Linked DNA regions of Danio rerio: region 2 is linked to region 1. Evidence: chromatin contacts called from public Micro-C data. All regions are on one chromosome and are shown on one strand. The core of a region is the stretch at or near the end of the contact, and the rest is flanking DNA. Distances in the headings are between cores, read along the strand shown. Region 1 overlaps lama5 (laminin, alpha 5). Region 2 has its middle 18 kb from the start of mapre1b.

Region 1 (7,220 bases), core at 1,818-4,317:
AATTGGCTGAAATAGTTCCACATTTCATATTCAGGAATAGTTGGTGGTTCATGTTTAACCTCTGAAAAAAAAGAACATAATATTTGTTAAATAAAAAACTAAACATTTGTTTTTTTTTATGCTAAAAGTTTTTTTGCATTTATTTATTGAATCTGGCTTTATTGGCCTTGATACAGAAGGCACTACAAGATTCATTCATTTTCTTTTCAGCTCAGTCTCGTTATAAATTTTTGGTCACCATAGCGGAATAAACCGCCAACTTATTCAGCATATGTTTTACGCAGAGGATGCGCTTCCAGCTGCAACCCATTACTGGGAAACATTCACACACACTCATTCACACTCATACACTACAGCCAATTTAGCTTATTCAATTCACCTGTACCGTATGTCTTTGGACTTGTGGGGAAAATCGGTGCACCCAGAAAAAACCCACGCAAACACGGGGAGAACATGCAAACTCCACACAGAAATGCCAACCAACACAGCTGAGGCCCGAACCAGTGACCTTCTTGCTGTGAGGCGATTGTGCTACCCACTGGGCCTCCATGCTGCCACCTATTGCACTTTTCAACTAAAAAAAAATTGATCTGTGGAAATGATCAATTTGTAGGTTCCCAAAAAATTGCCTACTGTTAATTCTTATCTAAAGGACACAACTTTTTCTATCAAAAATATATCTGTTGCCAAAATGTTTCATAATAATTTACAGCAAGATGACAAGTTTTAGTCAAATAATTACAGAAATGCAGTCATTTCACAGTCATTTTGAAGTGGGTGTTCATAAGACTATCATGATAGCTTTATAATCATTACATGACACGTTATGAATATGATTTTTTTAAATGTGCTTTTAGCAACTGTCTTTAAGTCAAAGTCCACTTAAAGCAAGTCATTTCACTCCGCGGCCATCTTTGAAACGCCTCTCGAGCAGTATGCTTGGGCATTCTGTCTGAATGGGGAAACATTAAATTCTCCAAAAAAATTTGGACAGACTGTAACTCGCATTCGTTTCGTAGATATTACATTCATATATTCATTTATTTATTTTCTTTTCCGCTTAGTCCCTTTATTAATCCAGGGTCACTACAGCGGAATGAACCGCCAACTTATCCACCACATTTTTATGCAGCGGATGCCCTTCCAGCCGCAACCCATCTCTGGGAAACATCCATACACAATCATTCACACTCATACACATACGAACAATTTAGCCTACCCAATTCACCTGTACCGCATTTCTTTGGACTGTGGGGGAAATCGGAGCACTCAGAGGAAACCCACACGAAAGCAGGGAGAACATGCAAACTCCACAAAGAAATGCCAACTGACCCAGCCGAGGCTCGAACCAGAGACCTTTTTGTTTTGAAGTGACAGCACTACCTGCTGTGCCACTGCGTTGCCCCTCGTAGAGATTACAATACCAGAAAACTTTTGTTTTCAAGTGCATTGGTTCATTTAAAAGTAGAGATGTCAAGCTTTATTTGGATATTAATCTTATGTCTGCGAAGCAACTATTCGCAGAGATTTCAATGTGTTTGTTGACCACAAAAAACTGTCGAAAAATGCACACTTCTGGTCTGAGCTTCTCCCCTAAAGAAATGTCAAGGTTATGGCAATCGATGATTGTCTGCTTTACTAGTAGGCTTCATTCACCATATTGACGTTACACTTTTCCCCATTCAAAACTATATAAATGACAAGTCTTGTGTATTTTATAATATAAGGGATGTCTTTGTCATGACAACTTGACATTGCTAGGACAACATAACTTAAATACATAAATAATACATATACAGTTGAAGTCAGAATTTTTAGCCCCCTTTTGATTTTATTTTATTTTTTTAAATATTTCCCAAATGATGTTTAACAGAGCAAGGAAATTTTCACAGTGTGTCTGATAATATTTTTTTCTTCTGGAGAAAGTCTTATTTGTTTTATTTCAGCTAGAATAAAAGCAGTGTTTAATTTTTTTAAAACCATTTTTGGGACAAAATGATTTGCCCCTTTAAGCTGATTTTTCTTTCGTTAGTCTATAGAACAACCATTGTTATAGAATTACTTGCCTAATTACCCTAACCTGTCTAGTTAACCTAATTACCCTAGTTAAGCCTTTAAATGTCACTTTAAGCTGTATAGAAGTGTCTTGAAAAATATGAAGTAAAATATTATTTACTGTCATCATGGCAAAGATACATCAGTTATTAGAAATGAGTTATTAAAACTATCATGTTTAGAAATGTGCTGAAACAATCTTCCCTCCATTACACAGAAATTGGGGAAAAAAATAAACAGAGGCACTAATAATTTATGGGGGCTAATAATTCTGATTTCAACTGTATATTTCATAAACATGATTGTCATAAGGTCATAATTGTGTCATGGATATTTTACTTATGACTTCTTTTTAGTGGAGCAAAATTAATTTGTCAATGACACCTTATGACAGTTGTGAAAAACATGTTATGTCATGGTTATAAAGGTTTCATAAACACCCATTTTTAAGTACCCCTTCAAGTAAAGTATGTCCATAGTCTGTTTTAGTGACTTTTAGAAATGTTTGTTCAAATCTCTAATAGATAGTTCCAATAACACATCAGCTGTCCTGTTCTGCCTGTTTCATTTCTTGTGTTTTCTCTTAAATCCACTGTAGCAGATGACATCTGAGCAAACACACACACACACACACACACACACACACACACACACACACACACACACACACACACACACACACACACACACACACACACACACACACACACACACACACACACACACACAGTGTTTTTTTCTCTGCTGAACTGCTGTTGATCTTGTGCATAGTTGCAGTGTTTTGAGCACAATATACCACCCAAAGACAAAAGCAATGCAAACATGCCCACATTCTCGCTGGTCTCCCTTCCCCCAGGCTGCCAGTGTTCAGGCCAGGGTTGCCTAGATGGCTCCTGTGATGCAGTAACGGGCCAGTGTGTGTGCCGGAGTGGGTTTCAGGGGTATTCATGCGAGCAGTGTGCACCAGGCTACTTCAACTACCCTCTGTGCCAATGTGAGTGCTTGCCAACTCTAATCTCAAAATCCCCAATGAGCGCTGCCAAACCATGAACTTTGCAGTGCAGCCACAATAACTGTTTCCTGTGTATTCGCTTGGACTCTTTTACTACACAGAGTTCTGTTTATAGAAAGCACTTGTTCAGAATTCAGCCTATTTACTTTCTTAATACGCTTTTTGTGTGCTATTTATCAACACAGTGGACAGTAAAATGTGCTGCACATTTGCATATATAATGTGCACATATAATTGGAGTCAAATTGGCAAAAAGTGAAACAATCTAGTTGCACTAGAACTTGTCATTGTTTATACTATTGTGCTTCTTAATGTTTGAACATTTGGATTTTGTTGGGATTTTTCTTAGATTTTTTAGTATACAACACTATGCCAGCAAGATTTACTGAAATTCATTTATTAAAAAATAATGACTTCTTCATAAACAAACAAGTGACTTTTGTATTAGTATCCTCTAACTGTAGCTTCTACTTCACAAATTTGTTCAAGCACATGATTTACTCAGGAGCGGAACATTTATCTATAAAGGTTTTTACTGAATCATTCACTCAATTGAAAAGATTTGTTCAAGAACGCTGAGTCATTCAGGAATGAAACAAGCTGATCATCTTCATAAGATATTATTCACTAAATATTTTACCATTGGATTTGTTTACTAAAACATTAGTGATAAATACAAATTACTGTCGACAAGTCTCAGGACTAAAACGTGACTGTCTTTAAAAGTGATTCATTGAATTATTCACTCAACTTAATTGATCTGTTCAAAAACACTGATTGATTTTTTAGGTGAGCTTTTTATTAATTCACTCAAACAATAATTTTATATTTAAAAATGCTGGTTGATTCAGGTATAAAACACGTGGCTGTCCTAATGCGGTGTTTACACCAGACGCGGAACCCACGGGTAAATCGGGTCTAAGGTACTTAGACGCGTGCACATTTAGAGTTTACTCGCTTCATTCGCACATCAAAACTCCCTTTATCCATGCATCAAATTCACTTCAGAACAGACGTAGATTCGCATCATGGGCAGGGCTTCTGTCTGCCCAATTACTGTAGCTTGGTTGCTAAATGGCTAACGTAGATTTTATCGAGAAAATAACTGTGTTTATGTGCTTTGTGAAGACTGAAAAACAGCGTTGATTCGTTAGTTCTCTAGATACTTTCAGAGATTCACCCAGCTCTGTGAGCTCATAAACTCCTCCAGAAACTTAACCTGGATGATGAAAGCTTTCAGTGGTGCTTCTGACTAAGCCGAGCCCAGTTTGATGTCGGTGTAGGCAGGAGGATTTTCCCCTGGGACTCTAACAACAGGCGCTTCGTCACACTCATGCCCCCACAAGAACAAGCTCCTGATTTGGTTAACGCAGCGCGAATGTTCGCTGAAGTTCAAATTTTCGAACTCATTTTGCGCAAAACATTCGATACGTGCATTAAGCGTGTCAATCAAGCAAAACGCTCAACACGCACCGCTTCTTTTGCGTAAATTGTTACATACGCGCCACCTCATACGCTTGTATTGCGCTGCTGGATGTCTATGCGTGTCTTTGCATTGACTTAACACAGGGCTGGTGTCCTGCACAATTTAGCTCCAACTTTCGTTAACACACATGCCAGGAGGCTTCTAGTACACCTAGAAAGAGCTTAATTATATGGTTCACGTGTGTTTAATTCGGGTTGGAACTAAAATATGCAGGACACAAACCCTCCAGGACCGAGTTTGGACACCCCTGACCTAACATGTAAATCACTCGCGCTTGATGCTTCTTCCGCATCTGGTGTGAAGGCAGCATTATAAATGAGTCATTGTATCATTCACTTAACTGTATTGTTTAATGTCTTCATAAGTCCTCGAAACTGTAACCAACAGGTTTCTTTAAAAAAAAAAAGTGTCTTTATTAGTAATTGAAAATATTTGTTCAAAAACACTAACTGATTTACAAATTAAACAAATGACTTTTGTAAGTGACCTATTGAATTATTGACTCAAATGTATTTGTTAAAAAGATTGCCTGAAACAGATGATGGTCTTTATAAGCTACTGAATGTTCTACTCAAATAATTTTCTACACTCCAGCTTGTTCAGGAGTAAAACAAGTGGCTGTATAATTATCTTATATCAGTAAGTAACTAAATCATTTGATTCAGCTTAATCAATTAGTTTAAATACAGTGATTATTCCAGACTTCAAACAATTGACAGTCTCTGTAAATCTCAGAATCTTTTACAAAACATTTGTTCAAAAACAAATTCATAAAAGCAACATTCAACTCTTTTTAAGTAACAATTACGAATACATTTCAGGTATTTTTTAAAAACATCAACATATGTATCAGCATCTCTCTGTGTGTCTATAGATTGTGGTTGCAGTGTCGTGGGATCTATACCCGAGATGTGTGATCCGGCTGGTCGATGTTTGTGTAGGCCGGAGTTCACTGGTCCTCGCTGTGATCAGTGTCAGTCAGGCTTCCACTCATATCCAAATTGCCAAGGTGAGAAAGACACATACTTGTTGGTATAGGTGGTTTATGAGATCTCTCCATAGGTGTAGTGTACTTTATAAAGTAAAAGTAGCTTATTAGATGGCTCTACCCCTAAACACAACTCTCACAGGAAACACATGGCAAATTTTAAATGTCAAAAGACCATAAATGATTATTAAGCTTTTGTATTATGAGGACATAAGGTGTGTCCTTATGAACCACCTCATTGTTGTAGACTGCAAGAAATTTAACTTAATTTTTTTTTCTCACAGTCCAAATATCTAAAAATTGATAAAAATCCAAAAATAAAATCACTTTTATTTACACAAGTAAACAATGTTGTTGTAACGGATCAGAGAGAAGACAAAGGCGGATTAACAGAAAGAATGGATATTTAATGATACTTTAAACAATGTAAAGGAGGTTGTTCAGAACAGAAATATCACCAATACCAATATAATAAAAAAAAACAGAACTTAAAACATTATGATGTCAGTGGAGGTAAACAGTACAGGATTTACTGGACGAGATAACAGACAGGATAACAGGCAAACTGAGCAGGCAGACAGGATACAATGACAGATAAATGCTATCAAGCTGAAGAGAAACAAGTCTGGGTACTAACAAGTAGATCAGACAGTGAAAGGCTGTTTCTCAATATGCATTCTTGAGCGGTCATGCGTCCTCGTGTAATGTCATCATCAGCTGCCAAAGTTTAGTACCAATACTCAAGACCGCAAGAACAGAGACTTCCCGGATGTATTCTTGATATCGAGGATGCACCAATGCAGACTTGAGCACCGATTTCGCTCTAGAAGTCCCGAAGTCCTTGCGACTGGAGGTTGGAAGTGCAGCATTTTATTTAGATTTATTATTAAAGTTCAGAGATATCAATTGTTTACCTCAGGAGTTTCCCTAAATGAAACGGTAAAAATAAACATTACCATGAACATCTTAATAAAGTAATAAACACATTAAGGGTGTTTGTTTGCTGAAATCTGTATTAAAATCTGTTTTATTTATTTATTAATGCATATTTATAATGTTTTTATGCACAGTATGTATTTGAAAGGGGAAAAACAAGAAATCCTTGTATAAATGCTGTAATGTTTAAACGATCTTCCATTTAAAAACACGTGAAGGTGACGTGACCATCAGGAAGAACGCAGCGTCTCATTTTGCATAGGACGCATTCTCTGTTTTCGTGGTCTCCCGAGTTCGTTCTTCCGAGGACACCTGGCAAGACCGGTTTCCACAAGAACGCAAGTCCATTCTCTGCATTCTTGGAATTGAGAAAGAGCCAATGTTGCAGGCTTATATAGCGTAAGCAGCAGGTGAAGGTGATTAGACCTGTGTAGGTGCAGTAAATGAATCTGATGGTCCGGAAGGATTCTTAACCGTTGTCTTGCTTTCAGAAATATTATTTAAAATTTTCAAAACAAAAACAAGTATTTTATTTATCCCATTGGCAGATTATTTTGCTTGTTAAACTTAATTTTGACACAATATTACTGAAAACAAGACATTTTTAACTTAAAAATACTTCTCGATTCAAGAATATTTAAATATTTGGAGTAGAAACAAGACAAACCCATGCCGTTATACGCGTTTCTGTCACTGTTAACCAGCGAAACCAGTACACCTGTACAACTATCTTTATCGACTTA
Region 2 (6,448 bases), core at 891-3,390, 120 kb before region 1:
TCCCTCATTAGGATAAACAGACTCTGAGTGAGAAGCAGCCGTCTGCTATTAGTTTTCACCTGCTGAGGATGATGTCAGCAACTAAAGCTGTGATCACACCAGAGTTTGAGTTTGCGAAATTCTGTCGTACAGCTCTGCGAAAAGGAGCGGGATTAAACAAGATGATTAGACACTTAAAAAGTGAGCGATTTGGACAGAAATTTAAAATATGGAGCAGAGAGGTCACGTTTAGATCCTCGATTGGTCTCACGCAGTCTAGTGATGCAATTTCGCAGGTCAAAGTTTACCAAGCTTGATTTTTGAACTGCAGCAACCTGCAAAACTTGACGCATGACTCTGCATTTCCGGTCTGATGCATTCGCGTGCGTATGAATAGAAGTCTATGGGAGGAAAAGCCCAGGGTGACTGCAGCTTAATGCTACGGTCACACTGGAGGCTGTGCATGGGAAATTCTGTTGTACAACGCTGCAAAAATGAGCGGGATTAAACAAGATGATTCAACATTAAAAATGTAAGTGATTGGTCCATATTTTCATTTCTGTCCAGAGAGGTCATGTTTTGATCTTCGACTGGTCTCACGCAGTCATTTGATGCAATTTCACAGGGTAGAGTTCACCAAGCTTGAACTTTACAATGCAGCGAACTGCAAAACTTGTCACGCATGTCTGCTGCATTTGCATGAATTGCAGTCCATGGGGCGAAAAGTGCAGTGTGACCGGGAGCTATAGAAGCATTATAAAAGTGGAGTTTTAAGATGCACAAATGAACCCTGTGGTTTCCATAGACTGCCTTCTTCTGAGACACTTCTTTTGACTTGTTTTGCTTTTCAAAGAGATAACATAAGTCCTGTTTTGAATCTGCTGCTATGCAGAGCCACAGGCATTTGTAGCTCCGCTCTCTTGTGAAAAGAGCACAATCTCATTTGAATTTAAAGTGACAGTCACCAAAAACAGCACAATTTGCATCAAAGTAATAAATGAGGTAGTTTCAATGAGTTATAAAAAATATATTTGTGGAGTGTTTTGAGCTAAAACTTCACATACACACTCTAGAAACATTAGGGACTTATTTTACACGTTGTAAAAAGGGTTGCATTAGGTCCCCTTTAAATTAGCTTGAGCTGTTACACTGTATGCATTTGTTGAACATGTCTCATAAAAGCTATAAAAAAGGTTGCTTGATTATCTTTGAAGGTCAATGGCCACAGATAGACAGTTCTTAGAGACACATCTGACAGCTTCATTCCTGAGCTTGATGTTTTTTTTTACCAGAAAACCTTGGAGGATGTTATCAAGGGGAATGATTTGTTTGCCCTCAGTTGGCCGGGATTTGCAAGATAACCTTCTGAAAACACATTTTAATGCAGAAAACAGAATCTTGCTGAACATCACTGTGTTGACCACATTACCAGTAAATGCAGAAACTGATTGAGTGGTTAGCACTGCCACCTCACAGCAAGAAGGTCGCTGGTTCGAATCCCGGCTGGACGAGTTATAGCTTCTGTGTGGAGTTTACATGTTCTTCCCATGTTCAGGTGGATTTACTCCGAATGCTCAGAAGTCGCTATAGGTGAATTGGATGAACTAAATTGGTCATAGTGTGTAGGTGTGCGTATGATTGAGATTGTGTGAGGGTGTATCCCAGTACTGAGTTACGGGTGGGAGGGCATCCTGCGTAAAACATGTTGGAATAGTTGGCGGTTCATTCCGCTGTGGCAACACGATAAATATGGGACTAAGCCAAAGGAAAATTAATGAATGAATGATTTGGAAAGACCTTTGAAAAGTTCTGGAAGCAAGTTTTATGTATTCATTAGTTTTGTGGACCCATGGATCAGCAGATGTTATACGGATGCTTGATTTAGCAGAAGTGGAGACTGAAGCAAGGTGTCTTTGAACTTTCCAGATGAAAAATAACCCCCCCAAAAATTCTAAATCCACTAAAGCTTGGTTGAGGATCATTCAGAAAGGATTTTGTTCCGTTTACAGGTTTAAATCTTATTTTAAAAATTTCCAATGGGAAAACGAACGTGCTGTGTTAAATCACCACTAGGTGGCGGTAGGAATCAACTCTATGCTACATGAAAAGTCTGAGACTGAAAATGGTAAACGAACATGTTTAACAGGGCTGTTTCCATTCTCTCTACTAGGTTAGCTGGTTTGGGTAAACAGCTGTTTTAGAGTGGTCGTCACTTGAGAAGGCTCAGCTGAAGCATGGGAATCTCGTGTTGCTCCGTTATTAGAGTCTTGAAGATTACAGCTCTTCTTGTCCCTGTGTGGAAGAGTAATAACTGTGTAGGACCAAGTGTGAGTTTCACACATCTCAGAAACAGATGTGCTTCTGAGAACCCATGTTTGAGTTTGAAATGTTGAAATGCTATAATGCGGTTCGGAAGAATATCAGGCTGTCATGTCCTGTTCTCGCATGTATTTTCAAAAACAATCTTTTATCTTTATTTTATGTTTTAGTCGTTGTTGCATCCCAGCTAAAAAAAAAAAATGTTTGTTCCCAGTATGTTGGTTAGTTGGGCATTATGGGGGTGCAGTGAGTAGCACGATCGCCTCACAGCAAGAAGGCCGCTGCTTCGAGCCCTGGCTGGGTCAGTTGGCATTTCTGTGTGGAGTTGGCATGTTTGCATGGGTTTCCTCCGGGTGCTTTGGTTTCCCCATGAATCCAAAGACATGCGGTACAGGTGAATTAGATATAATATCGAATTGTGATGAAATTTATGTTAAAAACAATGATAAGCTCTGGATTTTTACTCCATATTGATCTAAGACCCAATCACTCAGCCGAAAGGTGCAACAATAGAAATCTAAAAGTGTGTTGTTGACATTAGAGATGCGCTGAATTTTCAGCCACTGAAAATGCCATTTAGTGGACCCTCTATTTTTTCTGTCTTCAGTCATTGCTGTGGTACTCTTTTAAATCTGGAAGCATTAATAACTTACATTGAAATATATATCGTTATCGTTCAATATGGAAAATAATTATCGAGACTGCATTTTTGCCATATTACCCAGCCCCAGTAGAACATTCTCTTTTAGGTTCACTTTAGGTATTACAAAAAAGGAAAGGTTAGTTATTGGTTACCAAAAAAAAAACATACAGTGCCTGTTCCTAGAACATCCTAGAATAGAGGATATGCAGATCTAGTGTTTCTTTCCATGCTGATAAACTTCCGGTGAATGGTTAATGTGTGTTTTTCCCATTTTACACGGTTCCTTTTACACCATCGATGTTTTAATGTAATTACAATACAATCAGTTAAAAAGACTTTGTCAATCACTTAGTCGCTCAACCGTAAAACGAGACAAAAAGCCGTTTACTCGCACATGTCCGTCAGAATCAGCAGGCTAGAGCAGAAGCTCCGTTGAATATGCTTGGGTAAAATAAATGTTGATATTTTAAAGACATGGCGGGGGAATATAATGGGGTAATGTAATGCAGTGCTTCTTGTACAATCTAAGACCCACTTTTTATCAGATATCACTCAGCCAGTGGAGATCGCTGATTATTAAAGAAAACAGATTTTAACTGTGCAGATTTTGCAATGGCACACAGTTCATCGGAATTGCTCAACACAGGTAACTGATAAATTAAAAGTCCTTACGCATATACCCTATTACCACATGAGAACCAAATGGGAACCATATTGGAATGCTCTTTGTTAAGTGGGATGTTTTGTAGTTCATGGTAACATTTTTCTCTAGATAATGTACTGAATCGTAGGTCACAGATCTAATTTTAATATGTTGGTTTATATTATTTGGGGGGAGCCATGCCAAAACACCCATGTTATTATGCTGTAATGGTATGTATTTACTAAGGTAATAATTAATGTTTTAATCAGACACTAAAATAAATTTTGGTGCAAAACAATTATCTGATAAAATGGCAATAAATTAATCACTTAAAAAATAAATGAGCTCCTGAGGTATTGCAAGCTTTAGATCAAATATTCACAGTAAAGTTACTTTAATAATTAAATATCCCCTGTTTTTGATGTTTGAAATTTTAATGATATATCTATAATGAAATTTCCTTCCTTATTAATAAAAAAGATAAATTTTTAACCGGAATTTTACCTGCAAATCTCAATGCAGTCTTATAATAGTTTATTTTGTGTAGTATTTATTAATATTTAGAATTTTTATATTTATTTTATCCCATATTTATGTAGTTTTGTGTGCTTTAATAGTTTTTTTTATAATTTTATGTTTAATGGATAATTTTAACATTTAACATTTTTTGTTTTATATATTTTTTTATTACTATAATATTTATATTTTATTAAGGTTCATTCAGTGTTTTTGGCAACATAGTGTCTATCACTTGAGCAATAGTTCATTTTCTTGTCGGATTAGTTCTTTTATTAATCCAGGGTTGCCACAGCGGAATGAACCGCCAACTTATCCAGCACATTTTTACGCAGCGGATGCCCTTCCAGCCGCAACACATCTCTGGGAAACATCCACACACTCATTCATACACACACTCATACACTAGGGACAATTTAGCCTACTCAATTCACCTGTACCACATGTCTTAGGACTGTGGAGGAAACCGGAGCATCCGGAGGAAACACACGCGAATGCAGGGAGAACATGCAAACTCCACACAGAAATGCCAACTGAGCCGAGCCGAGGTTTGAACCAGCGACCTTCTTGCTGTGAGGCGACAGCACTATCTACTGCGCCACTGCGTCGCCCACTTGAGCATTAGTGACAGTGCAATTTTTTATGCTGTGTATTTATTGGTCCTGTGTTTGTAACAGCTGTCATGTGTGATTTCACCTGCTGCAGTCGCCTTCCTCTTCAGTTTAGTCACCATCTCACAGCTGCCGGCAGTCTGCTGTTCACCAGAAAGACATGCTGTTATTTTCACTCACGTTTTGGTAGGTTCTCTGTCTCCCATCTCCCATCTCTTTCTGTTCGCAGCACAGCTTGTCTTATTTATCTCCATTCGATTGCAGAGGTCACAAAACACCAGTGGCCTTTCCTCAGTTTCAATCATATAATGGCTAGATTCATTATAGAGAGATACACATACATCAGATAACATTTCTACCATATTTCAAATAAAAATCTACTTTTTTCACAGAATTTGTAGTTGTTTAAAATGACAACAAAGGTTTTCATCAGGCCTTTTCCACTAAATATTGTTTTAAGAAAAATCAACAAACTTGGTATTGTGTTGTGTAAAAATAAATATAACATGGAAACGTAATGCATTTGTAATTTTTTCTCATACAAAAGTCACTGGATGAAAAAGATCCATTGGATTTACTAAATTTAATGAAGGTAACTGGTTGCAAACAATTTATATGGGCTGAATTTAAACAAATTAAATGTAGTAATGTTTGACTTAATTTGTTTGTTTAAACTCAACCCATATAAATTGTTTGCAACCAGTTACCTTCATTAAATTTAGTAGATCCAATGAAACTTATATTTTAGTGTCGCTGAAACAGAATTTGTTGAGCCTAAAATTTAAAGGGTACATATTTTACCCCTTTTTCAAGATTTAATATCTTGATCTTAATAAAAAATCTTAATATAAGTCTTTTGTGTCTCCAGAATGTGTCTGTAAAGTTTCAGCTCAAAATACCCATCAGATTATTCATTATACCCTTTAAAATCTGTAAAACTTGAGCTGTTTGGATATTGTAGCTGTTTTTTGTTACCTGTGCCTTTTATGAAAATGAATCGGTTCTCCCCGCCCACTCTTCTCACATGCCTGTAGTCTTCATGTAGATAAACAGCACAGACAAGAATGAAGCAGATCTCGCTTACTACAGTAAGAACTTTCCCAACTGTTATTTAATGTATTTGTTGTGGCGTTAATTCAAGCCTTTCTGCAACGATGAGTCACATACAATGTTGTTATAAAGTTCACTGGCAAACACGCATACGTTTAGCTTTGCACTGTTTTTGCATGACAAATGTGACAGGATACATGTTAATATACACTGCTGTATGGATATATGTTATGTTCATGTAAAAAGTAAACTTGATTTAAGTCAACAAACCAGGATTGAAGCGTCTTCTTTTATAATTGTACTCACACTATGCAACTGTGGTGATGAATTACGCAACGATTTTACTGTATTTATTATAAACATGCACTATTTTTCCAAATGTTTTAAACTTGTAATGCTGCGTTTACACCAGACGTGGAAGAAGCATCAAGCGCGAGTGATTTACATGTTAAGCCAATGCAAAGAATAGACATCCTGCGGCATGATAAGTGTGAAAGGCGAGGCGCAAATGACGCAATACCAGCGAATTGAGCGAGGTATTGAAAAAACAGAACTTCAGCGGACATTCGCGCCACGTTAACCAATCAAGAGCTTGCCCTTGTGGGGGCGTGATTATGACGTAGTGCCTGTTGTTGGTGTCCCAGGGGAAAATTCTCCTTCCTACACGGACAACAGTTCATCAAACTG

What was found. Hi-C and Micro-C count contacts between places; a contact is called where the count stands out from the background.
Region 2: a Micro-C map of caudal fin shows a contact between it and region 1, with 4 times the contacts expected there. The contact joins two enhancer-like sites. A contact is called at or near these places in 2 of 18 Hi-C or Micro-C datasets (caudal fin and embryo).

What each region holds. Positions count from the first base shown.
Region 1 is chr23:9,804,643-9,811,862 of GRCz12tu, reverse strand. lama5 (laminin, alpha 5) reads left to right here. Exons shown (of 80, transcript NM_001039171.1): 13 at 2,912-3,049; 14 at 5,428-5,562. Among named protein-coding and RNA genes, the nearest start is that of lama5, 96 kb to the left of the region's middle. Within about 2 kb of position 3,067, at least 11 of the 62 cell types and tissues checked have an H3K27ac peak or open chromatin away from gene starts, as enhancers often do. A contact at or near this core is called in caudal fin, where this site is marked.
Region 2 is chr23:9,922,268-9,928,715 of GRCz12tu, reverse strand. No RefSeq gene overlaps it. Among named protein-coding and RNA genes, the nearest start is that of mapre1b, 18 kb to the left of the region's middle. Within about 2 kb of position 2,140, at least 5 of the 62 cell types and tissues checked have an H3K27ac peak or open chromatin away from gene starts, as enhancers often do. A contact at or near this core is called in caudal fin, where this site is marked.